Linked DNA regions of Columba livia: region 1 is linked to region 2. A link is a contact called in public Hi-C data. All regions are on one chromosome and are shown on one strand. Each heading gives the region's core, a stretch centred on a gene start, on an enhancer-like site or on the middle of the called end of the contact. The rest is flanking DNA. Distances are from core to core; before and after follow the strand shown. Region 1 holds the start of LOC135579136 (carbohydrate sulfotransferase 8-like). Region 2 overlaps CDC42BPA (CDC42 binding protein kinase alpha).

The links. Hi-C and Micro-C count contacts between places; a contact is called where the count stands out from the background.
Region 1: a contact with region 2 is called in a Hi-C map of liver, with 3 times the contacts expected there. The contact joins the promoter of LOC135579136 here to the enhancer-like site in region 2. A contact is called at or near these places in 2 of 2 Hi-C or Micro-C datasets (crop and liver).

What each region holds. Positions count from the first base shown.
Region 1 is chr3:103,338,408-103,344,380 of bColLiv1.pat.W.v2, forward strand. LOC135579136 (carbohydrate sulfotransferase 8-like) reads right to left here and starts at 2,332. Exons shown (of 2, transcript XM_065058647.1): 1 at 2,195-2,332; 2 at 1-731. The coding sequence starts at 2,291.
Region 2 is chr3:103,086,329-103,091,981 of bColLiv1.pat.W.v2, forward strand. It overlaps CDC42BPA (CDC42 binding protein kinase alpha), which reads right to left. Exons shown (of 39, transcript XM_065058633.1): 15 at 4,282-4,387; 16 at 2,423-2,547. Among named protein-coding and RNA genes, the nearest start is that of COQ8A, 110 kb to the left of the region's middle. Within about 2 kb of position 2,228, at least 1 of the 3 cell types and tissues checked has an H3K27ac peak away from gene starts, as active enhancers do.

The DNA.
Region 1 (5,973 bases), core at 1,082-3,581, 250 kb after region 2:
ATGTGACAGTTGCTTCTTTTGTTGGAGGGACAGCTCGCTGAACATCTGCTCTGATAACCAGCTGTAGGTCCACTGCACTTGGGTGTCGGTGAACTCAGGGAGAAGGGTGTCTGCTGGCAGCCCGGCCCGCCGCAGCAGATGACCCAGCTCCTGCCTGAGGAAGCCAAATGCCACCACATAGTCATACTGGATAAGACAGGGCTGGCAGAGGCTGACGAGTGGTCTCCAAGTCGCGCTGGCATTGTGCGGCCCGCTGTCTACAACGTCCTGAACGAAGCTGCTGAAGGAAGGGCTGCTGCCCGTGCCTTGCATGAATGCCGAGATCAGCCTCTGGAAAGGGTCCCTGATGAACAGCACTTTGGTGTAAGACGCCAGCACAGCCTCTACCTCTGTCAGGTTGAACTCGCTCAGCTGCGCCTCTGAAATGTGCCGCCGAGGGTAGGGAAGCAGCACCGGGACAGTGATGTTTTCCTTCTCCTCTAGTTTCTCTAAAAGCTCCTGCCATTCCTCCACCCCTGTTGATGGCACTTGGCAGTAGAGGAGGTCCAGCTTGGTGCTCACCCTCAAACTTGAGAGCAGGCGGGCTCTCTCCTCCCGGCTCTTCGGAAGCGCGGTAGCATTGCCTGATCGGCTACAGAAAGCTCTCAGTCTCTTCTTCCTGAGCTGCTGAACATGAAGGAAGGTGTCCAGTGTCAAAGTGAAGTCCTCCTCTGCCTTGGCGACCAGGTCACCTGGGAAACACCATTTCAAGATAGGGGTGAGGAAAACCCATAGTGGACCTCTGCCCCAAGCTGGCGCCCCAGCATGGGATGATGTGGCAGGCTCTTTTCCAGCTATTCCAGTGTGGAAAGGACAGAACATGAACGAAGAGCGAAGGGCAGGAGTGGTCTCCTCACCATGCCTGTCAAAGAGCCTGGTTTTGCTGGGGAAACAGGTTTCTGTCCCTGTGAATGTGTGAGCACATGGACACCCAAGACCTGCTTTCCCCAAACCACTGTGTCTGAGCACTGATCTTGACTGTAGATTTGTGACATGGACCCTGTTCTTCACTAAATCATAATTTTTGCTTTTAACTCTTCACTTTCAACCAAGCTTCACTGAGGTGAGTTTGACAAAGAGAGTGAGAAATGTTCTGAAAGATGGAGGAGCAGTAAATTGGTTTGCAGCTACAAATACAAAAGCCCCTGCAAACCTGTTTGTGTCTGTTAATTGGTTAATATCAGCTATCAAATATTTGCAAAAGCAAGAAATTATTCTTAATGGCTTGAGGCAATTTAGGAATCCAAATGTTGTAACTTCTTGCATCATGTCCATGTGTAATTTTTTTCTCCAGTAGATAAAAAAGCAAAAGCAAATAAAAAGCAAAATGCAAACAGAAGCAAGAAGACAACAAAGCAAATATAAAAGGCAAAAGCAAATAAAAAGACTCTATAATAGTCGGCTTAATTTCTCAGATTTCAGCTTTCCTTCTTACTCTTTATCATCTTATTTTTGATGTGAAGAGGCCATACAGGGTTTGAATGCAGAGGATGAATGCCTGCCTTGCTATTTTTTTTTGCAGCAGCACGCCTGCTTCATCTGCTCAGTGCAGGCATTTGGCAGCCCCAAGGAGAACAGTGAGTTTGCTGGTTTCTCACAGGTCCTTGGGAAGTTAAATATTTCCCACTGATTTGGGGCAGCAGTCACACAGGGAAGAGAAGAACAGTTAACACCAGGAAAAGAACACCAGCAGTGCAGAAAGAAATGCAGTGGTGCCTGAAGCTGTCCTGGGTGGCTCTTCAACCCACCAGCCCCAGTTCCACAACATCTGCAAAGTCTAGTGATGACTTTACCCTGGACTGGCTGGGACTGGAGGGATGCATTCTATTTGGGCACTGATTTCCTAGCCTACTCCTGCCTCCCCAACAGCATTTTACCCTTTCCAGCAAAGCTTTTAGGAGTGACCTCCAGCAGCCTGACACCTGTTTTCCCCACCACACCTGAGACCAATGACCCCACTAAGGACATAAAGCTGCAGGGCTTCACAGTAAGGGCTTTTTCCACAGGTTACCCTTCCCTGGGGCTCTGCAAATAGTATTTCCAATTTTGTTAGCATTTGCCCACTAAGAACCTCCAAAAAAAGCTCCAGATAATTTAATCCATGGTACAGAAATGTTGCCAGTCACACAGAACCACCACAGTGCCCAGGTATTACCTTGGTCGATGACTGTGCTCTGAAGAAGCAGCCTCCAGCTCAAGAAGGTGGCAATGCCCAGGGCAGCCAAAACAACCAGGCGAGGAAGGAAACGCATTTCTCAGGTGCTGGGAACCGAATGTTGTGTTGGAGAGCAGGTGGAGACTTGGAGAACAGGTGTTGGGGAACCTCCTGTGTTTATTTAAGAGGGAGCACACCCACAGCTGGGTTAAAGTACTGTTTGGGCAGCAGCTTGCTGAGGGGCAGGGAAATGGCCTGAAGTGCAGGAGGTGCCTCCTGCCCTGTGTTTACAGTGCGAGCTTTTGAGGCGGAATCTGCTTTTTTATTCTATGTCCATGCCATCCTCAAAACTGGACCATGCCAGATGACTGTGGTCCCTGCAAGACATGAGGAATGCATGCACAGCCCCATGTAGGGTCACCAGGTGGGGTGAGATGTCCCCAGTCCCCTGATACACGTTGTTTTTCACTGGCTTTGTCGCTTGGTGAAGCAGCACTTACGGGAATGCTGCTGTGGGGAGCTGTGTGCCCCAGGACCAGCGCTGAGCAAGCCAGTGCTGGGCCATGGGTCCTGCCCCTATGGTGCTGGTGGGTCTTTTAAGGTAGAAGCTGGGGCAGAGGACATGGCATCATGGGGCACATCCAGTGTCGTGTGGCAGGTCCCTGACTAGCCAGGGACTGGAAGTGCTGAACTGCTGCCTGTGCCTGTTTTGCTGGGGCCTGCTTGCAATCTGTGTATGCTGCTTGTTTTGTGAGAGCAGCCCGAGACCCCAGGCAGAGCAGAGTCCCCATTATGCTGAAAAGGGGGTGCGCACACATGCAGGCAGACACATGCTGCTCTTCCCTTCCCCAAGGAGCCACAGCCTCACCGGGGAGCATGACAACCATGAAGACCAAGGCAAAGGGGACTGTGGCAGCCTGGGGAGTGTGATCCGCTCCCATCCAGCCCCATGGTTATTACAGCTATGAAGACTTCAAGATCAATGAGTGATTATTTACAGATTTTCTTTTTATTGTGAGATCTGCTGCCAGCAGCATCCCTGTGCCAGCCAGGCCATGGGCTGGCATGTGGCAGTGATGTGATCCAGCTGAGAGACTCTGCAGCTGCAAGGGGCTGTGGTGGCCAAAGGAGAAGAGATATCTGCCTGGAAGCTCTGGGAGAGGAAGCAGGGACACCAGGCACACAGACCCAGCGGGTATGGGGACAAGGGCCGTGTTGCGTTGGGGCCTGCCAGCAAAGCGACCCTGTGTGGTGGAAATCCACCTCCCAAGAGGTCTTCACAGAGCCCAGCCTTGTGCTATGCGTGGATTTGCTCTTGTTTGGAAAACCACGATTTTCCCACCAGAGGGTGCTCTGCACCCGAGGAACTGCTGTTCACCACCAGCAATGCTGTCCTGCTGTCTGCAACGCATCCCCACTGTGGTTCAAAGAACCAGCTTCATGGCCATCGTGGCCCCATTTGTAGCTTTTAAAATCTGCTCGGTCTCCTTGAAGCCTTGGGAAAGCTGCTGGGACCCTGGGAAAAGCTGTGAAATGCCTCCTATCTCTCAGCTGGAGGGATGCGTTCCCTCTAAGTGACGGGGTCTGCATGTTGAGAGTTTAAGTCTTGTGGCTGGACCCTGCTGTGCATGTCCCTGCAACCTGTCTCCCCAAATCCAGGAAAGGCAGGGTAAAACCTGAGGTTGGGGTGCACAGGGGCAGAAGTGAACGGCCACTCTTTGCTCCCCATGTCGGCAGAATACGCGCATTTTACTTGGAGCTGCAGTGCCACGCTTATTCCTCCCAGCCTGATGGGTCTTAGGACAGGAAGGTGCCTGAGAGAAGGAAAAATATTAACTGAAAATAAGTGTTTCTTGTGTCAGCATAGTGCTGACTACCCCACAAAAGCTGCACGGTCACTGGGAAATGACTGCAGGGCTCTGCACAAGGCAACATTCTGTGCTGTTTCCCCAACACATGTTAGCTGGTGCAGAGAGCAGCACTGTGCGTCCTCCCTGCTCTAGGTGACCAAACCGCTGCTCAGCAGCTTTTTTCCTCTGCAGCTCCCAAAGCTGCTCGTAGGCAGCAGCATCCATGGCCTGGCTGCACATCTGAGCAGCAGAACCCCACAGGGGCTGCCCCAGGAGCCCGTCAGCAGCCAGCAGACCTGGCTGAAGCACAAGGAGGTCTTTTTTATTAAGAGTCAGCAGTAAGGTTGATAAATAACAGGGCAGAAGGAACTCTTGCAAGTTCTCTTAGTTAAGCAGGTGGCAGGAGCACGTGCATTAAAATATAACATTTCAGCAGGGACTGTCCCAACCGCAGCCCTGGTGAGAAAAAGTGCAGCTGAAACTGCGAGGGAGAAATGCCTCTTATTTTATGGTCATAAGATGAAAGCAGAGAAACGTTCTCTGTCTGAGGGGCAAAAATAAAGAAGTGAAAACCTCGCTTTGCCTTGCATTGCAAGGAAATGGCCCTTATAAAGCTTTATCAGTATGAGCCTTTTCAGAACAGCATGAGATATGGTGCTTGCTGTGCTTCCATGACCCTCAGACAGAAGGAAAGAGCTCCTGAGCTGCCTGGGGCTGCTTTTGGGGAGCAGCTGCTTTGCTGTGGCTGCTTCAGCTGAAGGGCTGCCTGGGGGCTTGTGCCACAAGTGCAGTTTCCCTTTGTTAACAGAGCATAACTGGTTAAGTGCATTCTCCGGAGACTGAACTCGCTTTCAGTGGCAGGCGGTGCTGGGGCTGCTGCGCTGAGCCCTGCTGGCCCATGGGGCCCCATGGGGCCTTGTGGCCATCAGCATCGGAATACTGCGCAGATGTCCGTGTGAAACCCACGTGGTGGGCTCCATCTTCCCCCTCAGCAGCAGCAGCACTGATGGGGGACTTTGCACAGCTGGCATTACCCCGTGGCCCCAGAGCCACTTCCCAAATACACCTGAGACCACTGTGAAGGTGGGTATGGGGAAGAGAGAAGCAGGGAACCTCTCAGCTCGCTAGCTGTATATGACATTTAAATGTCTAATACTGTGCTTTCCCACCCCTACCAGGTTTTCTTTTTTTTTTCAGTGCTGAGAAGTTTTCTCAAGAATGTGTAGACACTTAAAATTCAAACACACTGCTAGGCTTTCTCTGCTTGTTTTCCGTGGACTGCTTAGAAGGGGTCAACAAGCCTGAGATTTCACGTCTTCAACTGAAAGGCTTCTTGCTCTACATTGTAGTGAGACAGCACCCTTTTCAGGCACAGGGGTTGAGCCAGCCGTGGAAACATGCTTACATCCTATTTAATGCAATTGTACAAGGGAATTAGTTAGGGAAGCTTTGTCTTATTTAGGAAAATTCTTATGTCCCTGTGAGGAAAAGCTGTTCCCCTTAAACCAGCAACAGGATCACCCAAATAAGGATTTCCAGATTTAGCCCCACTGATGGCTTGAGCTGGCTTGCCTTGGGCTGCCTTTCTTTTTCTCATAGGATGCAAACCCTTTGGAGATATTCTTATATGTTAATAAACATCCTCATCTTCAGCCTTCCCACATTCCTCCCACACTTCCAAATTTTGCAAAGTATTGTCTTGTGTGACCGTGACCTGCGGGCGCTGGTGTGCTGGTCGCCCCCCTTGTTCCTCCTCGCACCCGCCTGCGCTTGTGGGAATGTGAACTTTGCAAAGCGGTGGCAAACACCGCCTCATTCGGCGAGGGATGTTTTTACATTTCAAGTAAAGGAAGAGCAGATAGGAAACCTCCTTCTACTCATGCTTTTTGTTTGGAAACTCAGATACAACGTCTATGTTTTGCATGCAAA
Region 2 (5,653 bases), core at 978-3,477:
ATCCTTCATGAATCATGGTACAAAAAGAGGATGGTGGGCAAACCCCACTTTTAAGAGGTAGAAAGTTTGCATCAAAAATAAATATTTTAAAGCAATATTATGTGAAAAATCTGCTAGGTTTGAAAAGGAATCCTACAAACTCTACCACACTTTGTTAGCTTCATTCTTTTGTCATATTGAAGAGATAGGTAGGTATGGATTTAAATTGCATGTTCTTCAGAAGAAAACCTAGGCTTGTGACTAAGTAGGATTACATTTCTTCAAGATTTGTGAGTTTTGTTTTGTTTGTTTTCCTGTTGAAATGTTTATCATTACCAGAGATGTTTAAATACTTCATATAGCTCCCCATGTCCCAAAGTAAAAAATCCCCAGAGTGGGACCTAGTTTAAGTATGCAGTACTTAATTCTAAGGGCAGTAGATGGACATTACTAGGTTATCTGGGTGACACATAGAAAATCTAAACATAATAAGAAAAAAAAGTGAGCTAAGATATGGCCTCACATAGCTGAAAAAAATTACCATAAGCAGAGAGAAGTATGGGGGAAAAACTGAGATGTGGACACTGATTAAAAACTGGAACCAAGCCAGATTTTTTTTTTAATCTCCCTAATATTTGCCCACAGTACTTCTACTTTTGCTTTCCACATAATTCTTTAATTTTTAGTTCCATACTTTTTGAAAGACACTATATTTTCATAAGAGATCAGTAAAATGGTATCTTTCATTCAGAAAGTCTTGCACGTTCCTGGCCTTTCTTCAAGTATCTTTAGAGATAACAAAAACCTCAATGCCAAACCTCTTCTACCCCTCAGCAACATCTCTAATACATGCAAGACGCTTTGTCATATACCTGAACCACATCAGTAGTACATCTTAGAATTATTAAATACCCTCATAAACTGGAGAAGGGACATTCTTAATGGCTGTAGGTACATTTTTACAAAGTGTTAAGTAAAACAATCCACAACTAATTCTGACTTGTCTTTTTCCAGAACTGCCAAGTTTTATGAGTGTTTCACATGTAAATTTGAAAAAACGAGTTTGGTTACCTTGGTGAATTAAGACAGATAAGCGTTACCTTAAAACAATATGTTATGTGAAATAACAGACTTGTCTTTCTTGTTACCTTCACATTTTATTCTGCATAAACATTTCTAATTAGTTATAAATGAACTGCTCATTTAAACAACTTTTATGGGGTTTTTTTTCTTTATTTTTTGTTTATTTTTTTTTTTTATTTCTGTGACACAGGCCATCTACTACACTCAATTATGAGAGACAGGATCTAAAAGGAGCACTCACAAAGCAGACCCCTTGAATTTTTTAACCTCTGCTATGAATACAATGCCTTGAGACACTCTGTACCTCATAGCACAGATCAGTGTTACATAATTTCACATAACAAACACTGTTTAGAACACTTCGAGAAACTCAGAGGACAGTCCTTCTTTCTTGTCACATATTCACACGGCTATGTTCAAAAGGCAAACTTCTCATTATTTGGACAATGAAATGATACTGACATTACAATTATATCAAAGTAGGTTTCATTAAAACAAACGTTTCCCATTTTTCCTTTGACACAACAAATTAGAATTTTTCACTAACATGATATGGGAAAAATGGGGGAAAAAAAATTAAAATCAAGTAGTAAACCAAAAGAAGATTAGTATATAATGATGGAATCCTCCCAGAAGTGGATGCCCTGTAAAAAATGTCTGGATGCAAACTGTTTCTATAGGTGCTAAACACTGCAACAGATCATAAAAGGGGAGGGAAGAGAAGCAGGCATGGAGAAGAAAAATAAAGGCCTCCTAGATAAAACAATCTTCTCCTTTTAATAAGTTCAACTCTTCCCCCCCCCCTCATTTATTAGAACTGGCCTGAAGACTTTAGAAACATAATGTCATTTTTAGCATGATTATTATTAGAAACATCACTTGACTGGCTTTGTGGTAGTCTCGAATGCCCTTCTTGTGAAAAAAAGAAAAAAAAATCACATAAAAGTCGCACTGTATTTGTTTCATTCTGCCACATGCCAAGCAGATGAAGGAAATTAATGCCGAGACACAAATACTCTGAGCCACTGCTTTTCCCAGGCTTGTTCCTTCTTGGAGGCGTGAGCTCAGCACACGCCTCCTTCCAGCGTTCTGCCCAAGCCACAAGCCACACCCAATGGCCACGACTCTTCTGCATTTTAAATGGTTGTATTTGCTAAGAGACTTTCACTCTCAAGGAGGAAAACAATTTTTCAGATTTGGATATTATTAAAATCTTAAGCAAAACCACAGCAGAGCCCTCCATGAGCGTGAGATTTCACCTCAGCATTAGCAAGTGCCATGTGCAAAGGCAAAAGCTCAGTACCGGCCCTACCAAATGCTGAGGGGGTTCTGCAATGGCATCAGAGCAGAGAATATTCACCATTGGATGATCTCGGTAATCTGGGCCTCCCAGTGGGCCACGGACTCCTTTTTATCAGCCAGGTCTCTCATCTCTTCTTCCAGCTGTCGGTTATTCATACTCAGCCTCTCAAACATGGTGGTGAGCTGAATGAGAATTTAAACAACCGGTTAAATGTGTAAGCTGCTGTGAGACCCTCTCTGTGAAGATACAAAGCCAGGTGTTCCCTCCTCTCACATCTGCTTTAAAAATTGGTACTACCAAAATAAACACCAAGTAGCAATAAAAGCCAGAATCTCTTCTCATGTATGAACTTAGCTCTACTGAAAGGCCATTTTTAAGGACTAGAAACACATTTTTACTCTAACAAATTAATCGGTTCCCTAAGAATTAGTCTCCAAATACCTCTACAACTCTTAGAAGCCTTCTGCTTTGCACCATGTAGGTGTGGAATGTTCTACACAGAAAAAACTACATTAAAAGAGCAAAGCAGGGGCACAAAATCTGCGTTATAACTCAGATAAAAATGCTGAACCTTTCCCTTGTTTAGTAACCATGGAAAATGAGAGGCTTAACAGATACAGGCGCAAGTCAGTCCTGAGATTCTCCAGGTGTCTCACATTCCTCTATTTTTCATTTTACTCACTTGCAGACAGGGAAATTGAAATTAAATGCACATCTGTAAGGACAATATGTTATACTTAGCAATTAACCTCACTCGCGTTCACATAGCTGTCATTCACACATGCATATTCTGCAAGACAAAAGCCGCAGCTAACCTGAGTCGGTACTGGGAACTAAACCTTCATTATGCTAAATAATTATTCAGAAACTGGAATCAGAGATCAGATAGACTTTACAGAAAGGCTTAGGAGAATGAATCTCATGTGAAAAGCTTCCTTTAGCACTGAAATATAGTAACAAATCAAAATTATGAAAGAAATAGCCATTTTTAATCTAGTCTGTTCTTTTTACTCCTAATATGAGTACTCCACTCCAAAATTATCATTTGAATGGGCTTATGATTTAAATATGTCTATTTATTAAATCTCATTTGACAAAAAAACCTTAAAGTTAATCAAACTTAAATAAAAAATAAAAAGACCATGTTGAAAAACTATCCAAGTGACTAGCCTCTTGGTGTTCTTGAACTAAGTCTCCATATAGGCATATATAGTATACTGCTTATACTGGTATGAAAATATACTTTAATTTGAACACTGACATGCAAACATGCTTACTTTGAAGAACACTCTACTTTCATTATATTTTTAGAAAATTCAATGCATTACAAAAAGAACAGACAAGTTTAGCAAGACTTGGCTAATCCACAATGAACTCGAATAATCTGTCAAAATGAACAATAAAAAGATAATCTAAATTCACGAATCATAATTATTCCTTGCTCAATGCACTTCAATTAATATGCCTTATCATTTGTATTTTTTTAATATCTCAATGTAACACTAAACCTCAATAGGCGGGAGGGGCCCTGCAATTTCACAGTAATTGACATGCAAATATACCCCATGTAATCACATCACTGACTATGTATTTTTATATTTGGGTCATACAATGAAATACATTTTTATTTCCTTAGGACATCATCCAAAATTACTCTTACTAAACTGTCAGACCATCTTAATTCCTACACATAAATACACATACACGTATAGCTATACATGTGCACAGATGCATTCTCAAATTCAGATGCAGGTAGATATTTTCTATTCAAATTAAATGTTAATGATCACCTTTCGTGTGACATTAATTTCTGCTATCAATTAGGAGTTAATAACAACCAATACAGATCTAAATTGTCAAATTTGTACATAGCATACAATAGTTGTAAACTCAGGACTCAACTAATCAGCACTTACCTTATCCAGTTCACTTGAAAGTTTTTTGTTTTCCTCTGTTAGCAGAATCTTTTCTCGTTCATACTTCTGTTTGAACTCTGTTTCAAATTCCTCTCTTTCACTTTGGCTAAGAAATAAAATGAAGCAGAATTAGAAAGTTTCCCATTCTAAACCTCATCACACTATTTACTTAAATACATAAAGATGAACGCACACACTAGCTGAAAGTGAAACATTACATCAGTAATACTGCAGCCTATTGAAACTAAGCAAGTAATACATTATTCTACCATCTTAGGTCTACAGACAGCCTGCTGAATTTTATCATTAAACAGTGATCTCTCAGCACGGAATTAATAGAGCTACATTGAGCTAATGCTTATCAATATACTTATATACATTTTATTCCCTAGATGAATGCCTCAAATGTTGAGCAGCTGTAATCCTGCAGGTCAAAGTGTGTGTCAATATTCTGAAACATTCAGGGTAAATTCTCAACGCACATAAATGTTATATTAACTTATACATTTCTATAGTTTCATGTTTCACACAGAATGACAGCCAGAAATCACCACATACGAAACCAGAACATATAGAAGCTAAATTAGAGCAGGTGGTGCTGGGTCTCTGATGGGCAAATGGGCTTTGGACATTTTAGAACAGCCGGAGGATACATTAAAACTGTTAATTCAGTTACTGTATATTTACTATCAGCAAAAAGTGGATGGATAACCTATCCACTCCTTGTACCACCAGATTCTAGAGCAGGTTTGGACCATTCTTTCTGAGATAGAGTTTCAAAGTAGCTGTTTCCCCCAATGCTCCTGTGGATGTCATTAGGTAGAGGAGAATCTCTGGTTGACTCTGCTTAACATCAACTATGATCTTGCACAAAGAATATGAGAACCTGGCAATAAATGAAACTGCAGGTCTTCTGTTTGCCAGTAACACTGTAATTTCCTTAAAGTGGTAGACTGCATTTTGTAGATTTAACTCCAAACTCAAATCCAGTCTATTGAGACAACTGACGTTGTAGTATCTTGTATTCACCGTTTCACCAATCATTCAGGCAATTGCTACAAATTTATCAGTAGGCTGATGGAACCATCCTATAAATGACACAGATACAGTATATGTCTATTGGACCACTGTCCAACCTTAAAAGGTTTGAAAAAGTATCCAGCATAAAAGTTTAGCTCTGTAAAAATAAAATTCAGGGGAAACCTTGTCTTGAGCACTGCAAATTTTTTTCTGGATACCAATTTTTCTACATTGTGTAACAAAAAAATTACATTCTTGCCACTTTTTCTGAGATGCAGAAGTAGTACAACTGCCAAATTGAGAGAACACCCTTAAAAGATGAGAAGTGTCAGTGGTTACAGAGAACCCAGTT